3 separate regions of the Sus scrofa genome follow, and regions 1 and 2 are each linked to region 3. A link is a contact called in public HiChIP or PLAC-seq data. All regions are on one chromosome and are shown on one strand. The core of a region is the stretch at or near the end of the contact, and the rest is flanking DNA. Distances in the headings are between cores, read along the strand shown.

The links. HiChIP or PLAC-seq counts read pairs in DNA pulled down with a chosen protein or histone mark.
Region 1: an H3K27ac HiChIP or PLAC-seq map of skeletal muscle shows a contact between it and region 3. The contact joins two enhancer-like sites.
Region 2: a contact with region 3 is called in an H3K27ac HiChIP or PLAC-seq map of skeletal muscle. The contact joins two enhancer-like sites. A contact is called at or near these places in 2 of 47 Hi-C or Micro-C datasets (fetal heart ventricle and heart right ventricle) and 1 of 2 datasets of contacts at active chromatin or transcription factors (skeletal muscle).

The regions. Positions count from the first base shown.
Region 1 is chr9:136,617,885-136,620,924 of Sscrofa11.1, forward strand. It overlaps GRB10 (growth factor receptor bound protein 10), which reads right to left. Exons shown (of 19, transcript NM_001134965.1): 8 at 283-439. Among named protein-coding and RNA genes, the nearest start is that of DDC, 48 kb to the left of the region's middle. Within about 2 kb of position 1,532, at least 6 of the 83 cell types and tissues checked have an H3K27ac peak or open chromatin away from gene starts, as enhancers often do. A contact at or near this core is called in skeletal muscle, where this site is marked.
Region 2 is chr9:136,655,447-136,658,292 of Sscrofa11.1, forward strand. The region is part of intron 5 of GRB10 (growth factor receptor bound protein 10); the gene reads right to left. Among named protein-coding and RNA genes, the nearest start is that of DDC, 86 kb to the left of the region's middle. Within about 2 kb of position 1,440, at least 4 of the 83 cell types and tissues checked have an H3K27ac peak or open chromatin away from gene starts, as enhancers often do. A contact at or near this core is called in skeletal muscle, where this site is marked.
Region 3 is chr9:136,965,209-136,968,042 of Sscrofa11.1, forward strand. The region is part of intron 4 of COBL (protein cordon-bleu); the gene reads right to left. Among named protein-coding and RNA genes, the nearest start is that of COBL, 89 kb to the right of the region's middle. Within about 2 kb of position 1,538, at least 19 of the 83 cell types and tissues checked have an H3K27ac peak or open chromatin away from gene starts, as enhancers often do. A contact at or near this core is called in skeletal muscle, where this site is marked.

The DNA.
Region 1 (3,040 bases), core at 282-2,781, 350 kb before region 3:
GAGGGTGGTCTTCCCTTGATGTCACACCAAGTACCCAGTGCTGCTCCCCACAGGGTGCTGTTCTCCATCAGGCATTGCCCCTCCCTGGTGCTGCTCCCCACCTGGTGCTGCCCCTCCCTGGTGCTGCTCCCCACCTGGTGCTGCCCCTCCCTGGTGCTGCTCCCCACCTGGTGCTGCCCCTCCCTGGTGCTGCCCCTCCCTGGTGCTGCTCCCCACCTGGTGCTGCCCCTCCCTAGTGCTGCTCCCTCCCTGGTGCTGCCCCTCCCTGGGGTTGCTCCCTACCTAATCCCAGATGCGGGTGGTGCTCCACCAGCGTCCAGCTGTTGTCATCCACACAATGACTTCTATAAACCAGCAACTGGCACAGGTCCCTGGCTGTCATGTCCGCCAGAATCTCCACCACTTTGCACGTCCCATCTTCACTAAAGACTTTAACATCCTGCAACACAAGAAGGGGACACCTACAGATGAACAACTCTGGGTTTTCAGAAATAAACACTAACACGAAAGAAAACAGAAACAAGCATAGGCAGCAGGGCTCCCACACATGCATAACTGTGCTTCCAGGCAGCAGGCGACCCGAAGGCCGTGGGTCTGAGGACACGCCCATCCGCACCCCCGCCCAGAGCAGGCGGGATTACTACACTGCCCAGGGTCAGGGTATCTCGGGGACACTGGCCAGCTGGGGTGTGGGCTGCTTCTCCATAGCCTGTCTTGGGAAGTCCTGCTGGCGGTTTTGGGATTGGGTGCTTTGCAGGTGAACCAACTGTAGAAACAAAGCAACTGAAGCCTGCAGAAATCCCAACTTTGTCCAGCAGGTCTCTCTTCCTAGGTCCCCAGTGTACCCACTGCCCCCTCCTGCCCCCCCCCACCTCGTGTTCACTGGGGCTTAGGAAGGCGATGTGACTTTGCCGAAGCACAAAACACGCAGAAGAAGGGCAGAGTAAGGGCAGTCACGACATTCTCTGGCCACTTCCCCTTCGAAATGACACGCAGGCTCCATCTCCCCCGTACTGCTCAAAGCCGTCCCCTACGAGCAGCACCCAGGCCAGGGGATGCTGGCCAAGCCGAAATCCAGAGGACCCCAAACCCCCCTGCCCAGCCACAAAAGCAACGGGGCTGCAGCCTTTAGGGGAACGTGAGAGGCCTAAAAAAAATCTTACCTCAACAGCTCGGAAAAGGCAGTCAGAGGAGCAAGTCGGCATTTTAAACCGGGACTGCCTCTCGAAGGGGAGTTTGTCCCCAGCCTCTCCCAACTGTCCCGGGCAGGCAGGGCCCCCTCCAGACGGCCGCGGTGGGGACGGACCCTGGCGGGCAGGCGGTCTGGGCAGTGGGGACGTTCCTACTCGGCTCCGCAGGGAACCCAGCCGCTGGGGACCAATCAGGCCCCGGCCCGGGCCTGATGCAATCCTTCCCCACCGGCGCTCCTGCCCCGGGAGGAGGTGATGACAGCATGACCACAACACGCGGCTCAGACCGATACTCCAGAAGAATCCGGGCTCGCTTTCTCCCGGGGCAGCGAACCAGGAGCAGGACGCTCAGCCTGAGCACGTGTGTTCTCTGCACTCGGCCTCTGCCAAACCTCCTAGAATCCTGCAGCCCTGCAACCTGCTGCCACGTGCAACTTGGGAGCTGGTGCACCTGTGGCCCGAGTGTCAGCTGGTCCCAAGGCCTGGCTCCAGCGTGCTCTCTGTCCTTTTCCTGGTGGTTTTGAGTGTTTATTTCCACAGCGAGGTGTCTGGCAGGAGAGGGCGAGGTGCTGGGATGTGGTCCCACAAGGGTGGCACCTTCCCACAAAGACTGTCCCCAGCTGACTCAGAGCTCACGCAGCTGGCGGGAAGGCAGGCGCGGCCCGGGAACAGAGCTCTCCGGGGGGCAGGGTCACCGCTCCTGCCCAGCACGTCACCTCCTAGTCGGCGCCCCCCCCCCCGGGCTGGATCAGGACTGAGGGACCTGCTTCCGACCCACATCCACCTTCAAACCCCCCCCCTGTCTTTTCCGGAGTTTGTGTTTCACTCGGTGACAGGTCTACGGCTCCAAAACCCTGAATCTTCAGGTTCAGCGGACACGACTGAGTCTGAAAACAAACCCCATGGCCTCTAGATAAAAACTCTGTAAGAACAAATGCCTTTAATATAAAAGAAGAACGAATGTGGAAAATACACACGAATTCACACAATTCCTTCCACACATGGGGACGGTGTTACCCACGCGTCTCCTACGCGTGCGCCAGCGCAGCTTCCCGCGCCTGCGGGTCCCCCATTCTCCTTCCTTCCCCAGCTGCTAAGCGAGCTTATCCGCGATGACAGGGACACCCCCTTCTCTAGGAGGCCGAAGTTACACGCGAGTGCACCTCCCGCCTCTCCGGGCCTTTGCCTGCCCCCCCGTCAGCTGTGGCACCAGTTTTAAACCTTCTTCTCGGCCCCGCTGCACTTTGCGTTAAACGCTCTCCTCGCTTCTCTGTTGCCCCGAGGCCAGGCCCCAGAGGGCTATATATAGTGTGAGCGAGTATTAAAATCTAAGATGTGCTTTGTCACACGGCCATGTCCCCGGCTTTCAGACTCCCAGAGCCGCCAGCTGGCAGGACCTGCTGGGGGTGGGGGTGGGGGTGGGGGAAGCGGGGCCCGGGCTGCAGGCCTGGGACAGGGACACAGAGGGACACAGGCTCCTGGGACAGGACCCCGCATCGCGCACTGCCCTCGCTGCCTCTGGCGCAGAGCTGCCCAGCTGCCTCCCAACCTCACCAGGGCCGGCGGACCGCAGGTGAAACCAACCCCAAGACAGAAAACCAAGAACGCCGCCAAGCACACGAGCCACCTCGAACTGGGGGCACGGAGGGGCTGCAGAGCCCACATCTGTTACGGACACATAAAGCCTCTGCGCGCCTCCAAAGCCCACAGCTGCCAAAGGAGCACTTTGCACTGGGTCCGCAACCCCTTCTGTCAGCCCTGGGCGCTTTGGGGCTCGCTCTGGGGGCAAATCAGGCTTCTCTATCTCAGCCTTCAGGGCAGGGGGCCTCGGCTGAAGGAGGCGGGGTCCA
Region 2 (2,846 bases), core at 190-2,689, 310 kb before region 3:
TCAGTGGAGGATGTGATTGCAACTATGCTCAGGGGAGAGGCCAGGCTCCGTCTCTCCACCAGGTCCAGGACCACCCAGGAGGCTTCAACACATGGAAGGGAGGGCGTGTCACCACGTGCAGGGTAGATCAGGGTCAAGGCAGACGGCCCGGCAGCCACACAAGCCACCTCCACCACCGGGACAAACCAGCAGGAAAGGAAGGTCGTGCTGGATCACGCGGACTCCGATTGCCAGGAGATTCCCTTGAGTGCCGCGTGGTCTAGAGAAATACTCATTCCCCTCCGTGACTCCATTCACTGATTTCAAGAACTGGCATCTGCTCGCAGTGACCACGGCTGAGCAAAGACGGTAAGTTTCCCTCTTCCTTGGATTTTGTCCTGCCTCCCTGCTGCCAGGAAGGACCTGGACATCACAGAAGTTTCTTTCCGGTCTTTGAAGACTATCTGTGGCCTGCGCCTTGGAGCAAACCCAACACAGGAAAGGAGTTCCCGGGACCAAAAAGTTACACCTGCCAAGCAAGGACCAAGGACCTGGGCTGCAGATGGCAGAGGAGAGCCCAGATTCAGCTGTGTGATCTTCATCTGGGCCGTGAAGGGACAGCGGGGCGGGGAGAGGGGACAGGGCTACACTCGCCAAACATCACTCAAGTCGGCAAAAGACTGCATCTTTGTCCGGCCTTCCTGCGCGATTTAATCTGCTTCTTCCTAACCTTCTGATTTGGAGTCCCAATTCTTCTAGGACATCAGGCCAACTGGGTGCAAGAAACCATGCAAATAACCTATCATTCTGGAAGGTTCTCATTTTCTGTGAATCCTAAACATGAGTCCAAGAGCCCTGGAAGTGAACAAGGAAAATCCAAGGCACAGCCCAAAAGCCTGTCGCTCCCGGCACCGCGCTGGCAAACAGGCCATTGTTTAAAGGGAAATTAGAAACCGGGGAGTCTGATCATCCATCCTGTTCAACACGAACCTCTCGGACTCCGTGGATTTACCTCCATAAATGCTACCTGACGGTACCCCACAGTCTTCTTCCCTCAACAAACACTCCCGGAGCACCAGCTGCCTCTGATGTGGTGTCCGGTCGTGGAGCTACAGACGTTCATGAGAGAGACAAGAGTCCCACTGCCTGGAAGTAATGAGGTCTAGCAGCCAGCTCTGCAGGAGGACGGTCCCATGCGAAGCGTAAAGCTGCCAGAAGGAGATGGAACTGCCACCAGCTCTGGAGCACTGATGCCCTGCAGGAAGAAGCCAGGACCTCCTCTGCTGCAGGAGGTGGGGGTGGGGACATCCTGAAGAGACGCTGGGCTCCTGGCAGAAAGGGGTGACCTCAGGCCGCCCGAGGGGAACCCCAGCAGAGCCCCATGCAAGAGGGCTTAGGGACACGGGGTAGCAGCGGCGGTACCGAGGACAGGGCGTGTCCTCAGATGAAGCTGCCTTGGAGGAGCTGATGAAGGGTCCAGAGCAGCCAAATCCCCAGAGGCCGGACGCTGTCCCAGGACAGCCGTGCTCACGACTTGGCAGGAGAGAAGGATTTTACGAGCCCGCTGTTTACATAAGTCAGGACAGTCAGGCAGAGGGCACTGCTCTACCAAGAGCCCCATTTCTCAGGCATCGGGATGGGGAAGTCCTTACCAGAGGACGTACCGGGCGATTCCAGGAAAGGGCGCCTCTCCCAGAGGCACGAGGCCCGGGAGAGGCCGCTGTCTTTCCAGGATGTGCACGGACAGTGGGCTGAACGGAAAAGACGGGGCGTCTGGGATGGGGCAGGCGGGGCCGGGAGGGCTGAGATCTGCTCCTCTGGCATCTGCTGAGCAGGACCCCGGGGGCTTCGGTCTGTGAACAAAGGTTCCTGGGACTCAGCTGGCTTCTCGCTGAATCCAGCTCACTGAGTCGGGCCAGGGAATAAACAGAGTCGGGGGCTTACGAGTCATCTCATGATGACGGCTTGTCAACCCAGAGAAAGAACAGCACACTCTAAGGGGCAGCCTCCGAATCACGCCCCAGGCGAAGGAAGACTCAGGAGCATCTCTCGGAATTCGGGTCTTGATGCGGACCCGAATTCTGGTGGGACCAGCACAGAGGGAGGTTGCGCACTCGGGACTCGTGAGAGAGGGGGTTGATTTTGCCACTCTCTCTGCACATGGCACTGCATGTGCTCATGAGGACGGCACAGCCGCTGCCATTTCTTGAGCAGCTACGAAGCACCAGATCTTACGCCAGGCACACCTTGCAGCTCGAGTGCTTCCTAATCTTCCTACCCAACCAGCCACGTAGGCATTTTTAAGGTTTCAGATGAAGAAGCCGAGGCAGAGGGTCACTCAGCCACCACGATGGAGCGGGGAGTTCGTCCAGCTCCAGGGTGGACACACTGCTTCCCTGGGACGTTGTGACTTTAATTTTTTTCAGTGTTTTTGCTCACTAAGCTTGGAGTTTTCATTTCATTTTCTTTTCTTCTTTTTTTTTTTTTTTGGCCACACCTGAGGCATGCAGAAGTTCCTGGGCTAGGGATCGAACCTGTGCCCCAGCAGCGACCGAAGCCACTGCCGTGACAGCCCTGGATCCTTAACCACTGTGCCCCCGGTACACATAACTCTTTGTCATTAACCTTGAATTTCTAGAGGCTGAGCCTGGACGTTCTCTCATCTTTGCCTCCCCGCCTAATTTCACAGCCTGCACACGACAGGCGGCCAGTCCGCGTTAGCTGAGTATATGGAAAGCGGAGGCATCAGCCTCTTTAAATCATCTGTAGAATTTTCCAGAAGGTCAGACAGCCAGGCAGGGCCCCAAACTCTCTGGAAGCTGCTGAGCTCCCAGTCTGTTAGTTTCCTGGAAAAAGGCCCACCAAGC
Region 3 (2,834 bases), core at 288-2,787:
TTTTGCTGTTACGGGTGGAGTTTCCTGTGCCATACGTAGGACCGTGTTGGTTCTCTTCTTCATAGACCGTAGTGCCTACGTGTTCATCCCAAACCAATTTACCCCTCCCCCTCTGCTATCCCCGTTGGTAATCAAGTTTGTTTTCTCTGTCCGTGAGGCTGTTACTGTTTTGTAAATAAGCTCATTTGTATCATTTTTAAGATCCTACATATAAGTGAAGCCCTATGATATCTGTCTTTCTCTCTCTGACTGCACTTCGTATGAAATCCTCTAGGTCCCTCCGTGTTGTTGCAAAGGGCGTGATCTCATTCTTTTGACGGCCGAGTGACCTTTCATTGTGTAAACATCCTGCATCGTTTCCATTTGTCTGGTGATAGACAGTTAGGTTGCTTCCAAGTCTTGGCAAATGTAAGCAGGGCTGCTAGGAACATAAGGGTGCATTTATCTTTTGGAATTCAGCTTTTTCTCTGGCTATGTGCCCAGAAGTGGGACTGCTGCATCATATGACAGCTCTGCTTTTACTTTTGTAAGGGAACCTCCATTCCCGCCAACAGTGTAGGAGGGTTTCCTTTTCTCCACGTCCTCTCCAGAATTTCTTATTTGCAGACTTTTTGATGCTGGCCATTCTGACGGGGGTGAGGTGATGCTTCAGTGTCGTTTTGGTTTGCATTTCTCTAATAATTAGCAATATGGAGGATCTTTGCATGTGCCTATTGGCCAGCTGTCTGTCTTCTTTGGAAAATGTCTCTTTAGGTCTTCTGCCCATTTTTTGATTGAGTTGCTTGTTTTTTGGATATTGAGCTGCATGAGCTGTTTGTATATTCTGGAGATTACGCCCCTGCATTATTTTTTTTTTCTAGAAACAAAGTCTATTCTTAAACACTTTAACAAACATGGACAGAAATTTCTGTAAAATACAAACACTCAGTGTGAGTTCAAGGACCCCCTTGGAGTGCACTTGCGCGCGTGTGTGTGTGATCCCAAAGGTTTATATAAATCCCAATATATATGTGTGAACATACATACTTATGTAAATATGTGCATGCATATGTGTATGCATTATGTAATTTATAAGAAATAAAAGCAAAATCTGGACTGATCATTGACATGCTTGTTTATGACATAAAAGGTCAGATTTCACCACCATCCACACTGTCCCCAAATCCTGCAGCAGGCGGGACAGAGCTGGGGGCAGGTCAGGACAGGGCGGCGCAGGCAGCAGGAAGGAAAGGACGCCTTTCCCGCATGTACCACGTCCCCGCTGCCCTCAAGTTCTATGTTCATAAAGGCCCTGTTTTCCACAGCAACCCGCTTCCTTTCTCACCCATCAGGGCCACACAGCAAATCTTCACACGAGGGACATTCCTGGCTTAGCCAACCAGAGGTTCAGGGAATCAAACCACAACCTCATTTCAGCCTGGCAAGACATCCCCCCCCAGGAGGTGCCACCCCCACATGCCCTGGGGTCACTCCGTGCATGGCCGCAGCCCAGAGCCATGCAGAGGGCAGCCTGGCAGGACAGCGCGGGGCTCACGGTACCTCGGCAGCTCAGGGAGGGCTCCGATTGCGTTTTGGTCAGAAGAACTGGAAAAGGCAGACGACAGAGAGTGACGACGGGCTTCTCGACCCGCGGTGGCACAAAGCCTCCAGCCCTGCGTCAACTTGTGCCAGGGGTCGCGGGGGGCGGGGGTGGGGCGGTTCCCTGGGGGGCCCAGCACGCGAAGGCCCGCGTCCCGGCCCCATCCCCTCGAGGCCTGCACGGGCCGGGCTGCTAGGCGCCGTCCCGGCGGCAGGTGGCAGCAAAGCCCGCTGCGTCTCACGCTGCCGCCGCCGGGCCTCTGCCTTCCGCGCCTCCGGCCTGGGCGTCCCCGTCTCCCCACCGCCTGTGCGCCGGGGACAGGGCGTGAGCGGGAGCGACAACGTGGAGGGCTCCTCAGGGACGGGGACAGAAATGTTCTCCACTCAAGTGTCTGAGTGTCAGGAGGAGGGGACAGAGGCGTTTGGCGGCGATGTCACAGCCCGCACGGCGCACGATGGGCCGGATGAAGGCATGCTGGTCCCGGCAGAGCGGGTCCCCATCACACCAGGGTTGCCCCTCCTTTGTGGGGGAGGCTGCCAGGTCGGGGGGGGGGCGTGCCCAAGGCAGCGAGGAGGGGGCTGGGGGGGTGGGGAGGATGAGAAGAGGGAGCTCCGGCCTCGTTGAGTTTCCCTTAACGGAGAGATGCTGTTAGCGCTGCTACAGGGCTTTCCCGGCTAACAGGTTGCACAACGACGTTTCAAGATACAGCGAGTGATTAGCACGTAACAAACATACTTGCAGAGTCTCTTCCCCTCACAGGCCTAGATGGGGGCAGTTTTTCCTTTCCTGTCTTTCCCTCTTTTTTCCCTATCTTGCCAAAGGAAAGCTCTGTTTCCAGAGTCCCAGAAACCAAATCTAAACAGGGCCACCACAACCAGTCGACACACACGACACCCGGGCCCCTGAAGCAGGTGCTGAGAATAATCCTGTCCATGTTTTAAAAAGATACTGGGTCAAACGTGAGGTGCACTACTCTCAAATGTGGGAACACTTTTTTTTTTTTTGAGGGAATAAATGGTCTATGTTCTTATATGTGACTGAGCTGAAGCCTTTTCTAGAATGTCAGTGAGACCTGGGTCCAGAACCTCTGGCAGGTTCTGAAATCACCGATTGCATACACACACACAAAATGGTAATAAGAATATGCAGAGGTTTTTTTAAATGGGAATTTTTTTAAGCTGAAGAAACATATGAAAACTTGAACACTAATATTTTTAAAAGCCCAACCTGGTCAATATTTGTGGAATAAATAAAA